Linked DNA regions of Sus scrofa: region 2 is linked to region 1. A link is a contact called in public HiChIP or PLAC-seq data. All regions are on one chromosome and are shown on one strand. Each heading gives the region's core, a stretch centred on a gene start, on an enhancer-like site or on the middle of the called end of the contact. The rest is flanking DNA. Distances are from core to core; before and after follow the strand shown.

Region 1 (3,890 bases), core at 302-2,801:
CCTATGCCACAGGTGCAGCCCCAGAAAAGACCAAAAAAAAAAAAAAAAAGAATGCAACTGCAGCAGCTTGGATCACTGCAGAGGTTTGGGTTCAGTGCCCAGTCTGGAGCAGTGGGTTAAAGGATCCAGCGTTCCCACAGGTGACACATAGGTCACAGCTGTGGCTCGGTTTCAATCCTTGGCCCAGGAACTTCATATGTTTCTGATATGGCCATAAAAAAAAGAGAGAGAGAGAGAGAGAGAGTTCCCTGGTGGCTCAGTGGGTTAAGGATCTGTCAATGTTGCTGCTATGGCATGGGTTCCATTCCCGGTCTGAGATCTTCCAAATGCCGCTGGCCTGGCCAGAGAGAAAGGGAGAGGGAGAGGGAGAGGGAGAGGGAGAGGGAGAGAGAGAGAGAGAGAGAGAGAGAGAGAGAGAGAGAGAGAGAAGAAAGAAAGAAAGAAAGAAAGAAAGAAAGAAAGAAAGAAAGAAAGAAAGAAAGAAAGAAAGAAAGAAAAAAGAAAGAAAGAAAAAGTGTTTGTTATTGATCCTAGTTACAATCAAGTTCTCCTGTCTCTGCTCTTTGCAACATTTGAGAGTTGATTGATTCACTCAGTTAGCTGGGCAAACACCTACCTCCTCAGCTGGCATAAACCCCTGGCCCAACCAGCTGATCATGGCCCTTTAATCACATAAATAAATATTCGGTAGATTAAACAGAACGTCAATAGCAAAGTGTTGAAACATCTTTCATGCTACCCAACCCCACAACAAAGAGCTTCTTGTTCTCTTGTCTGGCTGGGTCCACCTTTTCTAATATGTTGTGAAACATATCCACAAGTAACAGTGAGAATGGGTGGAAACAGGCTGCACCAAAAAAAAAAAAAAGAGAGAAAAGATGTGGAGGAAGGTGGGAAAGCGAGAAAGAAGGGACTTGGGGAGAAAAAGCTTCAGCTCCACTTGACCTTAGCTTATCTTGGAAAGTAGCTACACAGCTACAGGGATCATATTGGCAAGGAGACAGCCCAGCCTGTCAGGTTTTCCCCTGGTTTCCACTTTTCCCACATTCATGAACAAGGCTCCAGGGAATACCTTTGTAGATATCTTCTCATGCCTGTTTCTTCTTCCTTAAGATACATTCCTAGAATTTCATATTTTTATCCTCCATTGCTTATTGGCAGACTTCCATCTAGTAATCCAGTAAAGGACCAATTAACTTTCCAATCGGCAACACTTTCCATTCCATTCATCCAGACCTTCTTATTTTTTGTCTTCCTTTTGACTTTTGGCATGTGTTGTGTAGTCTCTAATTCAACAAATGCAATTCCTTATCATCTATGCCAGGCAGTTTCCTGATATTATATATTAAGAAACTGGGGCCCCTCAAGGTCACACAACTACTTATTCACACTATCGGTACAAAGTCTCAGAACAAGATCTTTTAACCTTGATACTACTAACATCACGGGCTGGATACTTCTTTTGGTTGCAGCAGGGGCAGCGGGGGGGTGGGGGAGCTGTCCAGTGCTTTGTAGAATGTTTAGCAATACCCTCGGCCTCTAGACCTCACCCCCTTCCGCAGTTGTGACATCCAGAGTCCCACATGTCCACGGCATTGTCCCTGGTTGGAAACTGTTCTAGAGTTTATAAAACTCTATTTGTGTTCCCAGTTCCTTTAAATCACAACTCCATGAGTTACATATCCTACAGAATATGTTTTATAGCAAGCCTTAATATTACAGACTTAGATTCGTGTAGAGATATATACATGAAGAAATTGAGACTTGGTGAGATAAAGTGGCTCATTTGAGATCTTGACCTCCAGCCAAATATTGCTGCTCATTGGTGGAGGAGTTCAGGAAGGGAAAACTGCTGGCCAAGTACTGTGGTCCTTCAACTAAAGAGATTCTTCACCTTCCCATCTCATAAACCAACCTCTTCTCCAACATGAGGCAGGACACACAACATGCAAAAACTCCAAGAATGAAAAGCATCTTAGTGTGGATTCTGAATTCCATTCCAAAACACCTCCTCAAATGCTTATTTCATCAATGTTCTTGGTTAATACTGACCACCCGATTATACGTATCTAGGCTGTAGGTCTGATTTCTAAAAACTGGAGTTCCCTTATGACACAGTGTCACAGCTTGGGTTGTGCAGTGACACAGCTTTGATCCCTGGCCTGGAAATTTGCACATGTCACAGTATGGTGAAAAAAAAAAAGAGAGAGAGATAGAGGCTTTTTTTGTTTTTTGTTTTGTTGTTGTTGTTTTTGCCTTTTTAGGGCTGCACATGTGGCATATGTAAGTTTCTAGGCTAGGGGTTGAATTGGAGCTGCAGCTGCAGACTACACCACAGCTCATACATAGCATTGCCGGATCCTTAACCCACTGAGCAAGACCAGGAATCCAACCTGCATCCTCACGGATATTACTGAGGTTCATTACTGACAAGCCAAAACAAGAATTCTCCAAAATAGATTTCCTTTTTTTTTTTTTTTTTTTTTTTTTTTGCTTTTTAGGGCTGCACCCACAGCACATGGAGGTTCCCAGGCTAGGGGTCCAATCAGTGCTGCAGCTGCTGGCCTACACCACAGCCACAGCAACGCAGGATCCGAGCCACGTCTGCAACCTACACCACAGTTCATGGCTATGCTGGATCCTTAACCCACTGAGCGAGGCCAGGGATTGAACCTGCAACCTCTTGGTTCCTAGTCAGATTCATTTCTGCTACTCCACGACAGGAACTCCCAAAATATATTTCTGACAGTTATCATGCACTCTCTGTATTAAATTACCCCAGACTGCCATCTTCATACTTTAGCCATTAACATTTGAAATATTTCTATGTTCCTATTAGGCATTGCTATAATAAATGTGTCTGGATCCAGCACAGCAAAGAGAATCTGGAGTCAGGGCAGAAAGAGAAAAGGCTTCCTCTGCCCAGCACAGTCCCTCAAGGCCTGACTCTAAATCCTACTGCTGCTGCTACTGCTGTGTTTCCCCCACCCAAGTCCTGCAAAGGCCAAGCTTTTCTGCATAGGCCTAAAAGAAAATATGAGAAGGAGTCCGGAAAAAGCAAAGACATTTTTCAAAAGATTCAAAGATAGTCTGTGACAGACTGCTTTATTTCATCAATAACAAATAAGAAAGTGTGTTGAAAACTGAAAAACATGAAAACGTCAAGGATGAAGGGATTATAGAAGTTGAAACCACCAAGACAGATAATCTGAAAATAAAAGTATTATCAAAATTATTTCTAACAGGGTTTGAAGAGTCCCCCGTCAGCCATCACATCCCTTTGCGAGATTTCCAAAGGAGTTTCTTAGACTAGGGCCAGGCACAGAGTAGACTCTTAAATATGTGCTAAATAAATGGTTGACCTAGAAACTCAAGAGCTAAGTTAGAATAACCATTTTAATGCTTACTAGTGTGGGACTGTGGGCAAGTCAATTTCCCTCTACCAACAAAGGCTTCAGTAAGATAAAAATATAGCCACAGTGCGGTCTATGGTGGGTGCTCGATACAAATAAATTTATCTTTTTATTAAACTATTGGTCAATTAATAGAAAACAAAAGTGTGGTTTCCAAAGGGGAAAAGAGGTGGGAGAGGGAATAAATTAGGAGTTTGGGATTAGCAGGTATGAACTATCTACAAAATAGATCGGCAAGGTCCTATTGTATATAGCACAGGGAATTATATTCAATATCCTACAATGAACCCTTATGGAAAAGAATATGAAAAAGAATACATATATACATATATATATGAGTGAATATATACGTGGAATGAATATAATATATAATTAATGTAATACATACTGAATGATTTTGCCATGCACTAGAAACAAACACTACATTGTAAATCAACTCTATTTCAATGAAAAAAAGTTCACTCATATGAGTTCACT
Region 2 (3,693 bases), core at 525-3,024, 580 kb before region 1:
TTTTCTGATCTAGTAATTATCGACTTGCTTTTTTTCTCCTTTTCGTTATAAAAGTCGTATATTCTGATTATAGAAAACAACTTGTTATTGATTTTTGAGTGGCCTTTACTTCTATGCCAAGAGTTTCTGCTATTTCTGACTAGGATCTGACCCCCTTTTGGTGATAAAGGAATACCAGAAAGGAGTCTGGTGTCTGAGGCTATGGGACATTTTTTCTTGTGAATTTCTTCAGCTTCTGGTTTGGTATTAAAAGAGAGTTGAGGGTTTTAAATGGCTTTCAGGACCAGAACAGACAGTTAAGTGTATATACAAGAATACATCTCGTGATTTTATTTATTTATTTATTTTATTTCATTTTATTCTATTTTTGTCTTTTTCCCTTTTCTAGGGTTGCTCCTGCGGCATATGGAGGTTCTCAGGCTAGGGGTCGAATCGGAGCTGTAGCCGCCAGCCTACACCACAGCCACAGCAACTCGGGATCCAAGCCACGTCTGCAACCTATACCATAGCTCACGGCAACGCCGAATCCTTAACTCACTGAGCAAGGCCAGGGACCGAACCCGCAACCTCATGGTTCCTAGTTGAATTCGTTTAACCACTGCACCGCAACAGGAACTCCTCGTGATTTTAATCTCAAGTTAAAAAACAAACCTTGGTCTCACAAAAACTCTTTGTTTTTTCTTTCTGCTTTTCTTTTCTTTCTTTCTTTTTTCTTTTTTTTTTTTTTTTGTCTTTTTAGGGCCACACCCGAGGCATATGGAGGTTCCCAGGCTAGACGCTGAATTGAAGCTGCAGCTGCTGGCCTATACCACAGCCACAGGAATGCCAGATCCGAGCTGTGTCTGCAACCTATACAACAGCTCACGGCATCACCGAATTCTTAACCCCCTGGGTAAGGCCAGGGATCGAACTTGTGTCCTCGTGGATGCTAGTCAGATTCGTTTCTGCTAAGCCATGATGGGAACGCCACAAAAACTCTTGACGTTTTGTGTTTGTTCTTTTTTTTTTTTTTTTTTCCTTTGGCTGCACCTGTGGCATGTGGAAGTTCCTGGGCCACGGGTCAGACCTATGCCACAGCAGCGACCCAAGCCTCTGCAGTGACAAAGCCAGATCTTTAACCTGCTGTGCTGCAAGGGAACTCTGCTTAAGTTCTTACATTTGATTGTAAAATGAAATGGGGGTGGCTTCTTAGAGGATTGTGCATTATTGACACTCTGAAAGGTCACTAAGCAGCTGCCTATTCTGACTTGACTGCTTATCCCAGGGGATTCTTTGATGGTAGTAATTGATGTTTGGACTGGTAGATGGTTTGCCTTGAGAAAATGCTGCAAAATAGAAGTTGGCAAAGTTTTTCTGTAAAGGACCAAATAGAACTAGTTTAGGCTTTGTAGACAGTGTATCTATCATTTTTTGTTGTATATTGGTCTGCTGTTTACAACATTTTGAAAATATAAAAGCCATTCTTAGTTCTGGGGCTGTATAAAAAACAAGTTTGGCCCAGGGGCTGCCAACCTTGCTTTAGAATAAATCAGAGATGGTGTTTTCCAGGCAAAGAGAAATAATATAGAATTAAGGGAGAAGATTTCTGGATGTCTTAATGGTAAGGATATCCCAGCAGCTGTTGCTGAGGTCATGACTTTCTAAAGCAAATGCCTTAGTGTGTATTTTCCTCATATTAGGTAGCTTTGATTAACAGCGAACTGGGCTGGGCCCATGAGTAGAGGCCCCATTATCTAAGCCTGAGTCACTTACCTTTCAGCAAATCCAACTCCCATGTGACTCACCTTTTATTCCTGGGATGGGGGCGCACCAGACCTTAGTTGGTGCAACTGGAGCAGTGGTAGATAACAGCTATCACCAAAGGAGTCTGCCCAGGGTGTTGGCTCCTTCTGCTTGTTGACAAGTCTGCTTTTTCTGACTTCCTGATTAGTAGAGTGATTGGATCTAGGTGGGTGCAGGTGGCCAGGTCATTCTGTATTGTCCCTGGCTGTGGCAGTTGACATAAAGAGAGAGCGTTTGGGCTTGGTTCTTGGGTTTGTTCCAGGGTGGAACTGGACTTGGAAACCTGCTAGACTAGCAAGAACATTTGCTGCTTCCTGTTCTGGACCTGGAAGAGTAATACAAGGTCAAATGAAAACAGTAAGGCAGAATGATTAGTAGAAAAAGCATTGAACCAGGAGACCTTGGTTCTGGTTGTGCCTTTGCCACTAGCTATGTTGCCTCAAGCAAGTCATTTAATCCTTCTGGGCATAGCTTTGTTATTTGTAAGACAAAAGAATGTCATGACCCACTTGTAAAAATATCTTGAGTCTTGGTTATGGTAATTGTTTTGTAATTTCGTATTCAAAAAATAATAAAAGTAAAAACATGCTTATTACAAAACTAGAAAAACCCAGAAAAGCACACCATCCATCGATAAAGAACTACTGTTAACATTTTGGCACATTTCCTTTGAGTTCTTATGTAAGTATACTCTAACTTAATTTTTTCCCTACTAAAAAATGGAATCTTACGTAGTTTATTGTTTAGTAGCTTACTTTTAAAACTTATATAGACTGTTTATTGTTTCAATGATATTGAAAATTAGTGTTTTTTTTTTTTTTTTTTTCTTTTTTTTTGCTAAATACTCTGTCCATCTGAATCACTTCTGAGTGGTTGATGTTGACAAGCTTTGAGGCGGGCCCTACTCTGCTCAGGCTAATCTTGAGGGTTTTGTGACAATGGGAGTGGTTTTGTGGAACAAACAACGGGCTTATTTGGAGAGTTCCACACAATGGATTCTCCTCTCTCCTGTGGGAGTCACAGTGAGATGAGCTCACAGATAATGGGTCTCTTCCTTCCTGGTGGTTATGAATAAATAATAGTGTGACAGACTCACCCTCTAGTGGTTGTTGGTAGTACTGAAATGGGAAGCATTATCTCCTGTTAGACTTTTTTCTTTTCCGTTCAGTTGCTTTGTCTGTGTTCCTTTTCTTAGTGACTGGGTATCTCAAATGTGATGGTGGCCAGTAGTGTTTATTTTGACAGAATTGGAAGTATAGTCTTTAGAAACTGGAGACTAGAAGTCATGTCTCAAACTCATTTGTTGAGTAGCAGAGATGACCTTGGGATGACCTGTGCAAATGAATGTTCAATCTTATACCTCATCAGTACCAAATTCAGATACTCACATGAGGTTACAAGAAGTCCTGTAACTGCTTTTACTCCATCACGTCCTCCCTTTTTTTTTTAAAAAATGGCTGTACCCGTTCCATACAGTAGAGGTTCCTGGGCCAGGCATTGAATCTGAGCCACAACTGAGTCCAGCTGCAGCTGCAGCAACACCAGATCCTTTAACACACTGCGCCAGGCCAGGGCCTGAACCTGTGCCTCCCCAGCAACCTGAACTGCTGCAGTTGTAGTCTTAAACCCACTGCACTACAGCAGAAACTCTGTCAACAATCTCCTTTTTTAAAAATAATTTCCAAAATAGGGTAAGGAGAGGCTTAAATATGAAGTGTGTTAAGGGTTTTATCCCACCAGCCGTTGACTGTGTGAAAATGCCTTATTTCTCCTTTTAGCTAAGGCCTTATGAGAGCTGTTCTCAGACACTGTTTTCTGATTTCTGTGATAACTGTCGAGTCAGTTATTTTCCTTAACTCTGCTTTCTGAAGGTTTATTTCAGTCTCTATCTGGGGAAGTTAATGGGTGTCA

What was found. HiChIP or PLAC-seq counts read pairs in DNA pulled down with a chosen protein or histone mark.
Region 2: an H3K27ac HiChIP or PLAC-seq map of alveolar macrophages shows a contact between it and region 1. The contact joins two enhancer-like sites. A contact is called at or near these places in 1 of 47 Hi-C or Micro-C datasets (embryonic fibroblasts) and 1 of 2 datasets of contacts at active chromatin or transcription factors (alveolar macrophages).

What each region holds. Positions count from the first base shown.
Region 1 is chr2:12,597,797-12,601,686 of Sscrofa11.1, reverse strand. No RefSeq gene overlaps it. Among named protein-coding and RNA genes, the nearest start is that of LPXN, 65 kb to the right of the region's middle. Within about 2 kb of position 1,551, at least 3 of the 83 cell types and tissues checked have an H3K27ac peak or open chromatin away from gene starts, as enhancers often do. A contact at or near this core is called in alveolar macrophages, where this site is marked.
Region 2 is chr2:13,175,077-13,178,769 of Sscrofa11.1, reverse strand. All of the region lies in intron 4 of CTNND1 (catenin delta-1), which reads left to right. Among named protein-coding and RNA genes, the nearest start is that of CTNND1, 32 kb to the left of the region's middle. Within about 2 kb of position 1,774, at least 44 of the 83 cell types and tissues checked have an H3K27ac peak or open chromatin away from gene starts, as enhancers often do. A contact at or near this core is called in alveolar macrophages, where this site is marked.